5 separate regions of the Mus musculus genome follow, and all the other regions are linked to region 4. The links are chromatin contacts, called in public Hi-C, HiCAR-type and promoter capture Hi-C maps. All regions are on one chromosome and are shown on one strand. Each heading gives the region's core, a stretch centred on a gene start, on an enhancer-like site or on the middle of the called end of the contact. The rest is flanking DNA. Distances are from core to core; before and after follow the strand shown.

Region 1 (2,700 bases), core at 151-2,650, 980 kb after region 4:
AAGAAACTGTACTTGTCATTTAGCACAGAATAAAATGGGTCTTTACTCCTAACTCTATAGGAAAGCTTGTTCTCCCCCCACCCCCTTTTATTAGGGATCTCACTATGGAGGTCAGGCTGACCTCAGATGCATCCTCCTCCTCCTCACTCAAGCTCCCAAATGCTGGGGTTGCATAAGGTGTACGCACACCCCAAATACCCACCTTAGTTTACCCTTTGCTTCTCGGCATTCTCTTCTTCATGCACACATTCGTTACTAGAACATCGAGAGTGAAGAACACTTGGCTACAGTGCCCATCCTATATCTCCTATGATGCCCAGCTGAATATATATTATTCACCTAGAAAGTAAACCTGGTTTAGCTCCCCTGTCAACAGACAATGCCTAAGTATTTTTGAATAAAACCAGATAGAAAACAAGACTCATGTTCTACAGTCTGAAAGTCACCCAGGGGAGGGCTGGCAGCGTCTGTGAGTGCACTGAAGGAATGCCCAAACCTTAACAGTTGAATAACCAGCTGCATAATTAACCTTCATTTACAAAGCCCTACTCTGTGGTCTTACTGCCTAATAAATAAACACTTTATTTATTAATACCTGCAGTATTACTTGTAGTAATAAATGACTCCAGGCAGATGTGTCTTTTAAATCTATCTTACTTATGACTGTTGCATTTCTAAATATTTGCCCATTTACTTCTCGAAGGTTCCTGTCCCACACTGCATTACATGGTAGACAATATAATGCCATCTGCTTTTCAACAAAGACTCCAAAGGCAGAAGACAGGCCTATGGCTCACTGTAGTCAGCCCCACACCAAGTTCTTTTGGTTTTCACGGATTAATTTTCTAATTCTTTCTGCTACTACTATGAAATAGGTGATTAAAATATACGGAATAATTAAAATACAGAATAGTGTAGGGTCACAGAGGGCCTTACAGTCATCTAAATCAGGTACACTATTGCTGTTTATGTGTGTTACCTCAGCAATATTAGAAAGACCTAGTTAAACAACTCATATATACTTGGCAGACTATTAATACTCAACACCAGCCAACCCAAGTTTTCCTCCTACAGAAATCCTATCTCAATAATCAACAACTAGAGATTTTCACCACATAAAAATTTCTGAATTCGTACCAAATACAAATCACTCAGCAAGGTTAAAGCCCCGGTCACGAAAGCACCACTCCAGAGGCCTGGAGACATCCTCCACTTGGTCTGAGCTAGAAAGTGTCTGCTTCCTCAGCCTGGCAGGCTACATTACCATGCACAGAAACGTCCATGGGCTGCTTCCTGTTCTCAAGCAAGGTTCTTAGGAATGACTCACTCAATCTAAGAAATAGGACCCGGCCAGCTTACTGGAACTCTCACCCATTACGCAGCCCATAACCTGCAACATGATGCAAGACTACGCAAAGCTGGAAAGTGAAGGCAGTCAGAAGCCCGACTTTCTCCAGAGGCATAGCTGTTCTGTGGTCAAAATGAAATCACCAAGGACATTCACTTTTCAAACCCTGGGTAACCCCACCTACCTGGTGGAGAAACCACCAAGCTCTGACTTCTCCACAAGTTTCACACTTGGCTTTCAAGAGTTACAATCTGGCTGTGCTGGTGCAGGGTGGCCCTTACTCTGTCAGGAGAACAGCAATCCTTAGGATACAGTTGCTGGACTCTGCCCATTCTGAGTGAGCAAGCCACACAGAGAAAGCACTTGATGAACACACTTCAGTTACTGTTAGAACACACACACATCATTACCAAAAGAACCTTCAGGAACACTGCTTCCATCTTCCTCATCTACTTCACCTGAGGGGAAACAAATCAGGAGACCAGGCAGGCAACTCCGCGCCTTGCTGCCTCCACCCTTGACCTCTCTGATGGGTCAGCTGAAGGAGGGAGGCCTCGAATCAGAGACTCTTCACAGAAACTGCTGATATTTCTCAATGCTTCAAGCTCCTTTATCCATTTTCAGGGTTCCCCAAACTAAATTATTTAATACTCATGGTCACTTTTGGATCTAACCAATTAACAATTAAGTAAACATAGCAACAATCAAGAGCATCCACCTAGGCCTGAGAGATAGGGAAGAACTGTGCAGTCAGACAAAGACCCTGGCTCTTGAGGCATGGCTATGCTGCTATCAGTGGTGCGGAGGAATTTTATATATGAATTTAATGTACTGAATTATATTTAGACCACAGAGAACACTTTAAAAAAGCCTTTTTAATGAGCCCCGGACACTTTTAGGGTACTTTCCAAAGGGTCTGCTAACTTTTTAAAACTGTGAACTTTTTAAAAGTATGATTCCCACCCCACCCAAAACAAGGCTTTTTAGTGTAACCCTGGTTGTCCTTGAACTTGCGAGATCCACCTGCCTGTGCCTCCTGAGTGCTGGAATTAAAAGTGTGTGACACCACCCAGCAAGTATGATTGGGGGGATGGGGGGGTCCTGTAAAATATAAGGAAAACCTCACAAATTTTCACATTGTCTCTGTACAAAGGCATGCTAACCTCTGTGTCAGTCCAATTTTCCTGCACCTGCCACAAAGGCAGCAAGAGCAAGCAATATTTCTTAAAAGTAATATGCACTAATGGCTAAAACTCTTACCAAAAAGTGGTAGTAACACAAGTGGTAGTCAAGAACAGCAAGATTAGTGTACAGACTAAGTGGGTCATTAGTTTATCTACCACTGAACAATA
Region 2 (2,700 bases), core at 68-2,567, 520 kb after region 4:
TGTAGTTGAGTAAACCTCGGTGCTAAAGACTAGGGTTCAGATTCTTCTCGCCCACTTAAGAGTAGAGCAGCTATGGTAAACTGTTGTAATCCCAGCACTTGGGAGGCAGAGAAAGGGAAAACGCTGGGGCATGCTGGATAGCTAAACTAAAAGAATCAGTGAGCCCCAGGTTCAATGAGGGATTTCACTTTAGAAAACAAACCTAAGTGGAGGAAAACACCCAAGGCCAACTTACACACACACACACATACACACACACACACACACACACACACACACACACACACACACAGACCCCATATGCATATATACAAATACTATTCACATCAAAGAATAAAGTAAGTCCAGTGTCGCACGTGCTGCTGGTGTGACTTCATACTGCTGCTGGAGCCATGCTTATGAGCAACACGAAGATAAAACCTTTATAGAACATGCTATACTGCTTTAATTTTTTTTCCTCCAAGACAAAACTTCACTATTTATATATGACCATAACACTGTCCTCCGTAAGCTTTATGTATGTGTGGTACCAGTTGGAGCTCAGAGTCTTGCATCTGCTAGGCACACACTACTACTGAGCTATATCACCAAGCCCAATATGCTGTTTTTATATCAAATGTCACACTGAACCATAATTGCTGCACAAAGTCTTCCTGGGCTATGTACAGGCACATCTGACTTACATACCTGAGAATCCAAGGGCATGGGGAATGTTATTATACTCCAAGTTAGTAGAGTGAATGAATAATGCATCCCATGGAGAAAGATGGGTGATATATACCCTGCTATTTAAATAATTTATATTTCTATTTTGTTGTCTTTGAAACACGTATGGAAATAGGAGAAGAACTCGGTGATGGTGACATAATTCTGTACTCTGTGTTCTAGATAATATGCAATGATAGTAAAATACTAGACGTGTTTATCCATTTTTAATTCAGGAGATTGGCAACATGGCTGCATGTGAGGTTTTGCAGAGGAAAGGGAATGTATAATTTAATATATCTTTTGTAGAATTTCCCCCTTTCTCCTAATGGAAAAAATATGCAGTTTTTACTTATTTATCTGTAACCGTGGGTGGGCTCTATTTTTTCAGCTGGCTCTTCCTATCTGGATTTAGGGTCTAAATCGGGGCTTGGTCCAAGGTTAGCCGAAGCCCTGGATGAGACAGCTTTGGCTCGTGTTTCAGTAACTATTGATTCTGGGACTGGGCCAGGTCTCCAGGGATTGGAAAGATTCCCTATCTGAGGCTACTTGGCTACAGAAACCCTTCCTCCAGCCCTTGCCAACTAAAACACAGTAGGAATAACTGTTGTGTGGCAACCGGGTATAAACACAGCAGTTGGAATGCTTCAGAAAGAAGCCTGGATTTCCTGGGTAAGTGTATTCAATGTTAAAACAACAATAACAGTGTTAAAAACACATTTGGGGATTGTTAGAATGCCTTGCCCGCTGATTCTCAGTATGATTCTTAGAGGCTTATTGGATGCACTGGTGTTTCTGAGTTCCTTAGGGCCTGTGCTGGAGGCTACAACCACATAAGCAAGATAAGATGAAAACATGAATTTAAAAAAGACCTCAAATAAAGCATATACAAAGTCTGTTGAACCGTGGCTTAGCTTTAAAAGTACGAGATACTGAGAGGGGGATTTGACTTTTGATGGTAAACCCTGAGGTTGAATAAAGCATACCTCTAGAGGCTGGAGAGATGGCTCAGTGGTTAAGAGTACTGACTGCTCTTCTGAAGGTCCTGAATTCAAATCCCAACAACCACATAGTGGCTCACAACTATCCATGATGAGATCTGACACCCTCTTCTGGAGTGTCTGAAGACAGCTACAGTGTCCGCTATTATAATAAATGAATAAATCTTAATAAACAAACAAATAAATAAGTTTTAAAAAGCATACCTCTAAGCCTGAGGACAGATGCTCTCACCATGTTTTCTACCTAAGGACTACCTGAATAGGACAGAGGTCTAGTGCATGGTCGATCCCTCACCCCTAAATAACTATGTCAAAATTCTAAGCTAGCCATGGTGACTTACTCCTGTCACTCCAACACTTTGGAGACAGATGCAGGTTGTGCCCTTGTAAGAGGAGACACCCCTCTATGAAGAAAGACATAGAGGGTACAGGCCAAGATGTGTCTGCAACTAAGAAAACTGGAGAAGACAACAAAAGAGTCTTCTCCTGAAGGTTTCATTCAGGTTGATGGTCTTGAGAACAAGCCACTGACTGGTATTCTGTTAGAACAGACCCAGAAAATGAATGTAGACTCTTGTCTTGAATCTCCTGTGTTTAGGCTCTTTCTGACTTCTCTTCATGAAAGAAGAGGTGTTTTTACATAGAGAATGTAATGTTTAACAATGGCTGTATCAAAGACATGTTTAACAGTGGCTATATCAAAGACTGGACATACAAAAAAGAGAAAATGAAAAGGTAAAGTCCTATGACCATGAAGGAATTGGGACTAAGATCAGTGGGTTAGCCTAGTCTCACTTGATCTAGTCTTATAAAAATACCCCTATGAGTTTGTATATTGCCATGGCTCCAAGACCCAACAACCATGATAATTGTGTTCTGGTGCCTGGAGGCTCTGCCTCCTCCCTGAGATCCTTCTAGAGTCTCCTTCAGATTCCAGGAAGCCTGGGGATGGCACTATCAGGACGTGCACTGTTATGGCATACCTGAGCTCCTG
Region 3 (2,700 bases), core at 59-2,558, 930 kb after region 4:
CTCACGAGTTCAAAACCCACTCTCACCTTCTCAACCCCTGCCACCAGGCTCCTATGCCTGTCTCCCTTTTTCGGGGTTTAAAGAAACAGAAAGTTGCACCTCTCCTGCTGCCACCTGCTGGGCTATGGTGGCACATGGCCAGGGGCAACACACAACTGGGACTCACATGCCAGGAAAAAGGACCTGACCATCCGTGGTGTGGATTCAAGGGCAGATGGAGCAGGCAGCTGGCAGTGGCAGTGGGACAGGCCAGGTGTGAATGGCGTCTGGACAGGAAGGATCCTCTAGGCAAAGTTAAATTCTCTGAGCAGACTAACTGCATGTAACTGTTGCCTGTCACCTCAGTTACAATACAAAGCTACAGAACCTAAAACTACTAGAGTAATGGGTGGAGTCTTGCTGCTGATGTATCCTGAGACAATACAGTTCACCCAAAACTTAGAATTGTCATGCTTAGCTGGGCAGTGGTGGCGCACGCCTTTAATCCCAGCACTTGGGAGGCAGAGGCAGGTGGATTTCTGAGTTCAAGGCCAGCCTGTTCTACAGAGTGAGTTCCAGGACAGCCAGGACTGCACAGAGAAACCCTGTCTCAAAAAACAAAAAAAAAAAAAGAAGAAGAAGAATTGCTTTTTTTGGTTTGAATTTTAAATGCTTGTTCTTCCCCAATAACAAGAATATCTAAAAATAATGTTCTTGCTTTTAATTCAAAATGTTTACAGATTGCAAATGATGAATACTGACATATCTAAACATTTCTCTCTTTTTGTAAACTTAAAACTTCTTTTAAGTTTCAGAAAATCATTGTGGATCTACCTCCCAAAGGTCAAATGGACTGCATTAACAACTATTAGTTAATCTTCAACTAAGAAAAATAAGACCATCTACTTATTTTTCACAGACAAGCTGTTACTGCCTAATCCAGATACATAATTAACATGGCATTTCCTTTCTCAGCCACTTTAAGCAGATGACATAAAAGATCTCCAGCTCTTCCCTCTGCTTTCCTTACTGCAACACAGTAAGGAAACACACTTTTTTTTTTTTTTTTTTTTGAGACAGGGTTTCTCTGTATAGTCCTGGCTGTCCTGGAACTCACTTTGTAGACCAGGCTGGCCTCGAACTCAGAAATCCGCCTGCCTCTGCCTCCCGAGTGCTGGGATTAAAGGCGTGCACCACCACGCCCGGCTAAGAAAACACACTTAAAGGGTGCCAGGCCAGGATTAAGATTCCCTCCAACACCTCCCCCCACCTCGCCCCTCCTCCCCCCCTTTGCCTTCTCCTTAGGCACCTATCCCACCCAGCACAGGAGAGGAGCTTGTGAGTGAAGCTGGAGAAAAGAGGAGACCTTGTCTCAAAGGAGCACTGGGCTGAAGAGAGGGCTCAGTGGTTATGGTCTTTTTCAGAGAACCCTGGTTCTTCAAATCCTGAAGAATGAAAAATTACTGGCCTCTTGTGAGAACATGAACTTTCACCTCGGAGCCCACCCCCTCCCATCTGGAAAACATACTTGAGAAAAAACATTTTCTGGAACAACCACAGAATGTTTCAACAGGCCAGATGTATTGCCAAACACAGGATATGACTCTTTGGTTGAGTAAATTTGTGGTTGTTAAACTTCCCCTATTCCCTCCCCATTCCCCCTCCCAGTTTGTGGTTTTTTCCTTTAAAAGCTTGTGAAAATTTTAAGTCGTCGTCGAGACTCCTCTACCCTGTGCAAAGGTGTATGAGTTTCGACCCCAGAGCTCTGTGTGCTTTCTGTTGCTGCTTTATTTCGACCCCAGAGCTCTGGTCTGTGTGCTTTCATGTCGCTGCTTTATTAAATCTTACCTTCTACATTTTATGTATGGTCTCAGTGTCTTCTTGGGTACGCGGCTGTCCCGGGACTTGAGTGTCTGAGTGAGGGTCTTCCCTCGAGGGTCTTTCATTTGGTACATGGGCCGGGAATTCGAGAATCTTTCATTTGGTGCATTGGCCGGGAATTCGAAAATCTTTCATTTGGTGCATTGGCCGGGAAACAGCGCGACCACCCAGAGGTCCTAGACCCACTTAGAGGTAAGATTCTTTGTTCTGTTTTGGTCTGATGTCTGTGTTCTGATGTCTGTGTTCTGTTTCTAAGTCTGGTGCGATCGCAGTTTCAGTTTTGCGGACGCTCAGTGAGACCGCGCTCCGAGAGGGAGTGCGGGGTGGATAAGGATAGACGTGTCCAGGTGTCCACCGTCCGTTCGCCCTGGGAGACGTCCCAGGAGGAACAGGGGAGGATCAGGGACGCCTGGTGGACCCCTTTGAAGGCCAAGAGACCATTTGGGGTTGCGAGATCGTGGGTTCGAGTCCCACCTCGTGCCCAGTTGCGAGATCGTGGGTTCGAGTCCCACCTCGTGTTTTGTTGCGAGATCGTGGGTTCGAGTCCCACCTCGCGTCTGGTCACGGGATCGTGGGTTCGAGTCCCACCTCGTGTTTTGTTGCGAGATCGTGGGTTCGAGTCCCACCTCGCGTCTGGTCACGGGATCGTGGGTTCGAGTCCCACCTCGTGCAGAGGGTCTCAATTGGCCGGCCTTAGAGAGGCCATCTGATTCTTCTGGTTTCTCTTTTTGTCTTAGTCTCGTGTCCGCTCTTGTTGTGACTACTGTTTTTCTAAAAATGGGACAATCTGTGTCCACTCCCCTTTCTCTGACTCTGGTTCTGTCGCTTGGTAATTTTGTT
Region 4 (2,700 bases), core at 122-2,621:
CCCGAGTCTGGGCGCCTGGGTTGGGACCCGGGAGCCCTGCGCCCTGCCCTAGGAAATGCCACCCACCCCGGCATGATTCCTTCTTCCCACTGGGAACGTTTCTGCCACTCTTCTCTTCACTCTCTCAGCGACACTCATGTCCCCTTCCCACATTCTCTCGCCTCCCCCTCCCTCCCTGTGGCCAACACTGACGTCTATCAAGGGTGAAATGATGGAAACTATATTCATGGGCATGATTTCCATTAAATATCAATTAACCTGGGAGCCTCAACCAGGCATGCAGTGCGTCAAGGGTAAATGTACATCTCATTTCCACAGGGCCTGCTTGGCTGGAAAAAGCAGGACTTTGATTCGCTTTGATAAGGTCAGGATTCGGAGGCTGGATTGTGGCTTTTTAATCAAAACCACTTAGCTAGGCCCAAACAAATGCAAGGACCAATCAATCCGTCAACCTCGCTCGTCCACAGTAAGAAATGCAAAAAGAAAAAGGAAAAAAAAAAAAGCCACAGCCAGTCTCTGCTGGGCAGATCCAGGAGCCTTGCTGGAGGAGAGACCGTCTGCTCCGAGGCCTCCTGGGAGTGACCACCCCGCCTGGCCCAAGGCTAAGGTTCGGCCGCGCCCCCTCTCTGCGGACCCGGGGGGCCCCCCGCGAGCCCTTGGCAGTGCGGCTTTATGGGCCCCCTTTAAGGCTGGCGGAGGCATCCCGGGGCCGGCGTGCGGCGTCCCGTCCGGCGCAGGGGCCGCTTCGCCGCCGGCGGGATCCCTCCGCGCGGTTATCTCGCCCCCCATCTCGCTCCCTCTCCTCGCAGTGGCGGGGCGCGAAAATGCCTCGCCGGCGCGCACCGGGGCGGCAGCCTCGGCGGCGGCGGCGACAGCGCTGGGAGGGGGCGGCGGGGGGGAGGGCTGAGGTGAGAGGTGGCACCGGGCAGAGGGTGTGTTCTCTTTTCGTCTCCCTGCAGAGCGGGGGCTCGGCAGCCCCAGCCTAAGCGTCTCCCCCGTGGGCCGCGCGCACTCTTTTTTTTTTTTTTTTTCCCCTGGTCCGGGTGCGCTAGGGCCGCCTGGAGCCGGAGAGGAAACTGGAGGCCGCGGGGCAGGTCGCCCGGGCGTCCGCGGTTCCACTGCGGCCCAGCAGGCGCGCGCCGGGAGAGGCCCGCGGGGCGGAGGCGGCGGCAGCAGCGCGCGGGGGCGGGCGAGGCCGCGTGGCCCGCGAGGGAGGCGGCGCGAGGCCGAGACGGAGGCGCGAGAGCCAGGCATGAGCGGCCGGCGGCCGGACGGTCGAGCCTGAGCGGGGCGGGGGAAGCGCTCGCCGGGCGACGAGGCCCGGCGGCCCCCGCGGGCTCGAGTGAGCCGCCCCAGAGGCCCCCGCGGCGGCGCGACCGAGCTGAGGCGCGCCCCTTACCGGCTCCGCGCCGCCGGCGGCCGCCGCCCCGATGAGCTCGTACTTCGTGAACCCGCTGTACTCCAAGTACAAGGCGGCGGCCGCGGCGGCGGCGGCGGCTGCGGCGGCCGCGGCGGGCGAGGCCATCAATCCCACTTACTACGACTGTCATTTTGCACCCGAGGTCAGCGGCCGCCACGCCGCCGCCCTGCAGCTCTATGGCAACAGCGCCGCCGGCTTCCCGCACGCGCACCCGCACCCGCACCCGCACCCGTCGCCGCCGCCCGGGTGCGGCGGAGGGGGCGGCCCGGGGCCCGGCCAGGACTACTTCCACGCCGGCGCGGGCAGCCCGACCGCTGCCTACCAGGCCGCCCCACCTCCTCCGCACCCTCCGCCTCCGCCGCCGCCTCCCCCCTGCGGCGGGATTGCCTGTCACGGGGAGCCCGCGAAGTTTTACGGATACGATAACTTACAGAGACAGCCGATTTTTACGACCCAGCAAGAGGCCGAGCTGGTACAATATCCTGACTGTAAATCGTCCAGTGGTAATATTGGCGAGGACCCAGACCACTTAAATCAGAGCTCGTCTCCTTCTCAAATGTTTCCCTGGATGAGACCACAAGGTTGGGATGCGCTATTTTTTTTTTTTTTTTTTTTTTTTTAAGGAGGGGAGAAAGGGAGAAATCTGCTTTCATCTCACGTTCTAGCTTTAAAACTCCCCTGTCCTTTCCCTCTCCCCTTCCTTTTCCTTCTGGTGTAGCCAATGTGGCTCTTGTACAAAAACTAATACAGACTTTTTAAAAGTGTGTAAAGACGGGGGCAGAATAATTGTGAAGAGCTTGTCTCTGCCTCTCTTGCCTCACACCCTATATCTGTATGAGAATTAAAGACCACTGTGTATTTCACCTCTTAAGCCCGTTCCAGAAAACTCCAACAGCATTCAGAGAATCAACCATTAAAAAACAAAAAAACGTTGATTTTCCTCCCCCCCCCCCTTTTTGTTGTTGTTTTTAATCAGCAGCTCCTGGTAGACGGAGAGGAAGACAAACCTACAGTCGCTTCCAAACCCTAGAGTTGGAAAAGGAATTCCTTTTTAACCCTTATCTGACCAGGAAGAGGAGAATCGAGGTCTCCCATACTCTGGCCCTCACGGAGAGACAGGTAAAAATCTGGTTCCAGAACAGGAGAATGAAATGGAAAAAGGAGAACAACAAAGACAAGTTTCCTGCGTCCCGGCCGGAGGCAAAGGATGGAGACCCCAAAAAGGAAGTCTCGGGGCTGGAAGAAGACGGAGCTGAAGGCTGCCCCACAAATTAAACTCT
Region 5 (2,700 bases), core at 67-2,566, 790 kb after region 4:
TGTCTCATAGGAGAGAATTCATTCCTGGTATCTATAAACTTGTCAAAAGCCCATGGTTTGGGAGTTCATAGACCTTAAGAGAAAACCTGCCAGCTTTTTTTTTTTCTAATTGGGCATGCTGTCAAATTGATTTCTAGATATTTGTGTCTATAGCCATATATTAGTGTTTCTCTCAACCTGGGTCAGAGATGCAGTGGACATCAGTCAATACAGAGACTGAGAATAAGTGACTATCGAGCACTCACCCTTAAGTCGATCAATCATATCAATCTCTCCAGGGTTCAGAGAACAACAGGGAAGAGAGAGCAAAAAGAATGTGAAAGCCAGAGAGTGGGAGGGTCCTGTGAGATGCTGTCTGCTGGACTGCAGGATAACTGTCATCAACTCCCAGCAACTCTGGTTACCTGAGCAAGATCAAATCACTCCACACCCCAGCAGACATGGAAGAAGGGCTAGAGAAACCTTGCCCCAACACAGGAGCTATTAGCAGTTGACAAGCCACACTAAGGTGTGGCTGCTGACAGGTTGCCCATGCTCCTGAGAATGACCTCACTCGTGCACCCAGGGGTAATCCTAACTGGACTCAGTAGGTTATAAAATGAATGGAAAGGACATAAAGGTAGGAAGAGGACATGCTTGGAGCTCTGGGGAGAATGGAAGGAGGAGTTAAGAGTGGAAATAATCAAGATACATTGGATTGGGGGTGTGGTAGCACATGCCTTTAATCCCAGCACTGGGGATGGAGACAGAGGCAGGCAGAGTTCAAAGTCAGCCTAGTTTCCACAGTGAGTTCCAGACAAGTCAAAGCTACATGAGACCCTATTTTTAAAAAAATGGGGGGGGGGAATGCCTTAAAAAGGTATCCTTAACAGTAACTGATCAAAATAGAAGATAAGATAGGGAAAAGTATCATAGAATAGACATGAACCCAAGCCAGGTTTACATGTTGACAGCAAATCTAAGTGAAATTCCTAATTTCCAAAGGAGGAAGATTGATGCTACAATGAGGTGAAGCCAGGGAAATAACAGGTTTTAAACCTTAACCCAGGGGCTCAGCTGATGACAAGCAGGCATCGGGAAGGTTCAGATGACCTAAATTGGAGTGGGAGGGCACAGGCTTCTCTATCTGTCCTCTCTTCATGGTGGCATGCCCACAGATCTCATAGGAGTCGGAGTGCATAGATTGGGGGCAGTTCATGATCCTTTGTCTCATAATGTTTGATCTGAGAAGCTTTTATGATACTTTACAGTACATAGTAGTTAAGTTGGACAAATATTATGACCACAGTAAAACACATTCTTATCACTGGAACATAAATCAGTAATTGCTACATTGTGAGGGAGTTCCCCCAAGTCCAGGGACACTGCTCAAAGCAATGAGGGAGGGGGGGGTTGTTTAAAGGAGAAACCAAAGAGCATCAACTCTCAGTTGAAAGCAAAACACCACAAAACCAAAACCTGTTCCCTCCAGGGCTGCAGTGATGCTTTGCAAAGCTCTCAGAAAAAGCTTTTCTCCCTAAGCCAACACACACACACACACACACACACACACACACACACACACACACACACAATGCCACCTAAATAAGCCTATTAAAAAGGACTCCAGTGGAGACACTGATTTGCCATAAACTGCAAAATGCTTCGGAGCTCAGCAGAGACTGGCTCCTGTCACACACAGCCTGGCAGTGGCCCAGCTCCACACCAGTGCACACTTTTCCAATTACAAGCTGAAGATTCCTACGGGGACTCAGGACTCTTGTTTCAGTCTTCCAGTGCAGGAGAAATTCTTCATGGAAGAAAGTGCCCATGGCTCAAGTTCTTCAAGCTCTGTAAAAGAGAGACCTACAGTTCCCACAACAGGGAAGATTCTCTTCTGTTTTCCTGGTTTTTTTTTTTTTTCACATCTTAAATTCTGCAAATTCTTGAAGCAATGGAATGAAAGTTGAATCCCCTAATGATGTGATAGGCACTCCTTATTTATTGACTGTTTGGAACAGCAAAGTCTAAACATTTGAGGCCAGGCGAAGTGTTCACATTCTGTTCTTTCCACAGCTTAGGGGTGAATACATAAAACCGCTGAAGGCAATTGAAGAACTTTAAAGGAAACCGGCCACAGGTGGGGGTGCTCTTGATTAAAGACAGACAAAGTCATGTATTAAAAGTGGCTAGCTCAGGCTGAGTGCACCTACCAGTAATCGCAGAACTCAGGGGCTGAGACAAAAAGATCATGAACTCAAGCCCAGGCTGGGCTATATAACAAGACCATATCTCAAAGAAAAAAAAAAATATATATATATTCTTTTTTTTAACTCTCATTTTTAAAGGATGACTTAAGACTGGGCCAAACTGGAGGTGATTTTTTTAATGTTCAAGAACATCAGTTACCCTCAAAGTTTATTTTTCATTTATTTTCTAAGTCCTCTTTAGTGAAAAATTGGTACATGTGAACACTTGGCCTGTGCCAGCCACGGCATTAAGAGCTCACTCAGGTACTCGATTTTATCGCCTGTCTTCTAAGTAAAGAAACATAGCTTCAGATGGTATCATACAGATGCCCAGTGTCAGCCAGCTAATAAGAGGTAGTTGAAGGACTTGCAATCTGGGAGTTTACTGCTATGGCGAGGGGCTACCTTGGAAAGCAGCAGCAGGAGATGCCTTTCTGCAGGGCCTCTCTCCACTTTGCTACTGAGTCAAGAC

What was found. Promoter capture Hi-C pulls out the DNA fragments that hold promoters and counts their contacts. Hi-C and Micro-C count contacts between places; a contact is called where the count stands out from the background. HiCAR-type assays count read pairs that join an accessible place to other places.
Region 1: a HiCAR-type map of kidney shows a contact between it and region 4, with 4 times the contacts expected there. The contact joins the enhancer-like site here to the promoter of Hoxd8 in region 4. A contact is called at or near these places in 2 of 39 promoter capture datasets (3T3-L1-derived adipocytes and neural stem cells), 2 of 484 Hi-C or Micro-C datasets (embryonic stem cells and uterus), 2 of 115 datasets of contacts at active chromatin or transcription factors (bone marrow-derived macrophages and kidney) and 1 of 9 other capture datasets (embryonic stem cells).
Region 2: a contact with region 4 is called in a Hi-C map of uterus, with 5 times the contacts expected there. The contact joins the enhancer-like site here to the promoter of Hoxd8 in region 4. A contact is called at or near these places in 9 of 39 promoter capture datasets (the 3T3-L1 cell line, 3T3-L1-derived adipocytes, the C10 cell line and 5 more), 5 of 484 Hi-C or Micro-C datasets (the 3T3-L1 cell line, 3T3-L1-derived adipocytes and uterus), 6 of 115 datasets of contacts at active chromatin or transcription factors (craniofacial prominence, embryonic forebrain, embryonic limb bud and 3 more) and 3 of 9 other capture datasets (adipose tissue, embryonic stem cells and pancreatic islet).
Region 3: a contact with region 4 is called in a promoter capture Hi-C map of liver, with 2.7 times the contacts expected there. The contact joins the enhancer-like site here to the promoter of Hoxd8 in region 4. A contact is called at or near these places in 1 of 39 promoter capture datasets (liver), 9 of 115 datasets of contacts at active chromatin or transcription factors (the NIH/3T3 cell line, embryonic basal ganglia, embryonic forebrain and 5 more) and 1 of 9 other capture datasets (embryonic stem cells).
Region 5: a Hi-C map of uterus shows a contact between it and region 4, with 4 times the contacts expected there. The contact joins the enhancer-like site here to the promoter of Hoxd8 in region 4. A contact is called at or near these places in 15 of 39 promoter capture datasets (the 3T3-L1 cell line, 3T3-L1-derived adipocytes, the C10 cell line and 10 more), 3 of 484 Hi-C or Micro-C datasets (cerebellum, nephron progenitors and uterus), 5 of 115 datasets of contacts at active chromatin or transcription factors (craniofacial prominence, embryonic forebrain, embryonic limb bud and 2 more) and 2 of 9 other capture datasets (adipose tissue and embryonic stem cells).

The regions. Positions count from the first base shown.
Region 1 is chr2:75,684,286-75,686,985 of GRCm38.p6, forward strand. All of the region lies in intron 1 of Nfe2l2 (nuclear factor, erythroid derived 2, like 2), which reads right to left. Among named protein-coding and RNA genes, the nearest start is that of Nfe2l2, 19 kb to the right of the region's middle. Within about 2 kb of position 1,401, at least 206 of the 459 cell types and tissues checked have an H3K27ac peak or open chromatin away from gene starts, as enhancers often do. A contact at or near this core is called in 3T3-L1-derived adipocytes, bone marrow-derived macrophages, kidney and 1 more, where this site is marked.
Region 2 is chr2:75,223,339-75,226,038 of GRCm38.p6, forward strand. The region is part of intron 2 of 2600014E21Rik (a long non-coding RNA gene); the gene reads left to right. Among named protein-coding and RNA genes, the nearest start is that of Gm34401, 61 kb to the right of the region's middle. Within about 2 kb of position 1,318, at least 40 of the 459 cell types and tissues checked have an H3K27ac peak or open chromatin away from gene starts, as enhancers often do. A contact at or near this core is called in adipose tissue, kidney and uterus, where this site is marked.
Region 3 is chr2:75,636,678-75,639,377 of GRCm38.p6, forward strand. No RefSeq gene overlaps it. Among named protein-coding and RNA genes, the nearest start is that of Gm39858, 4.0 kb to the left of the region's middle. Within about 2 kb of position 1,309, at least 41 of the 459 cell types and tissues checked have an H3K27ac peak or open chromatin away from gene starts, as enhancers often do. A contact at or near this core is called in kidney and liver, where this site is marked.
Region 4 is chr2:74,704,118-74,706,817 of GRCm38.p6, forward strand. Hoxd8 (homeobox D8) reads left to right here and starts at 1,372. Exons shown (of 2, transcript NM_008276.3): 1 at 1,372-2,001; 2 at 2,397-2,700. The coding sequence starts at 1,431. The coding sequence ends at 2,695. All of the region lies in intron 1 of Gm38462 (predicted gene, 38462), which reads right to left.
Region 5 is chr2:75,490,650-75,493,349 of GRCm38.p6, forward strand. All of the region lies in intron 2 of Gm50595, which reads right to left. Among named protein-coding and RNA genes, the nearest start is that of Gm39854, 17 kb to the right of the region's middle. Within about 2 kb of position 1,317, at least 13 of the 459 cell types and tissues checked have an H3K27ac peak or open chromatin away from gene starts, as enhancers often do. A contact at or near this core is called in embryonic limb bud and uterus, where this site is marked.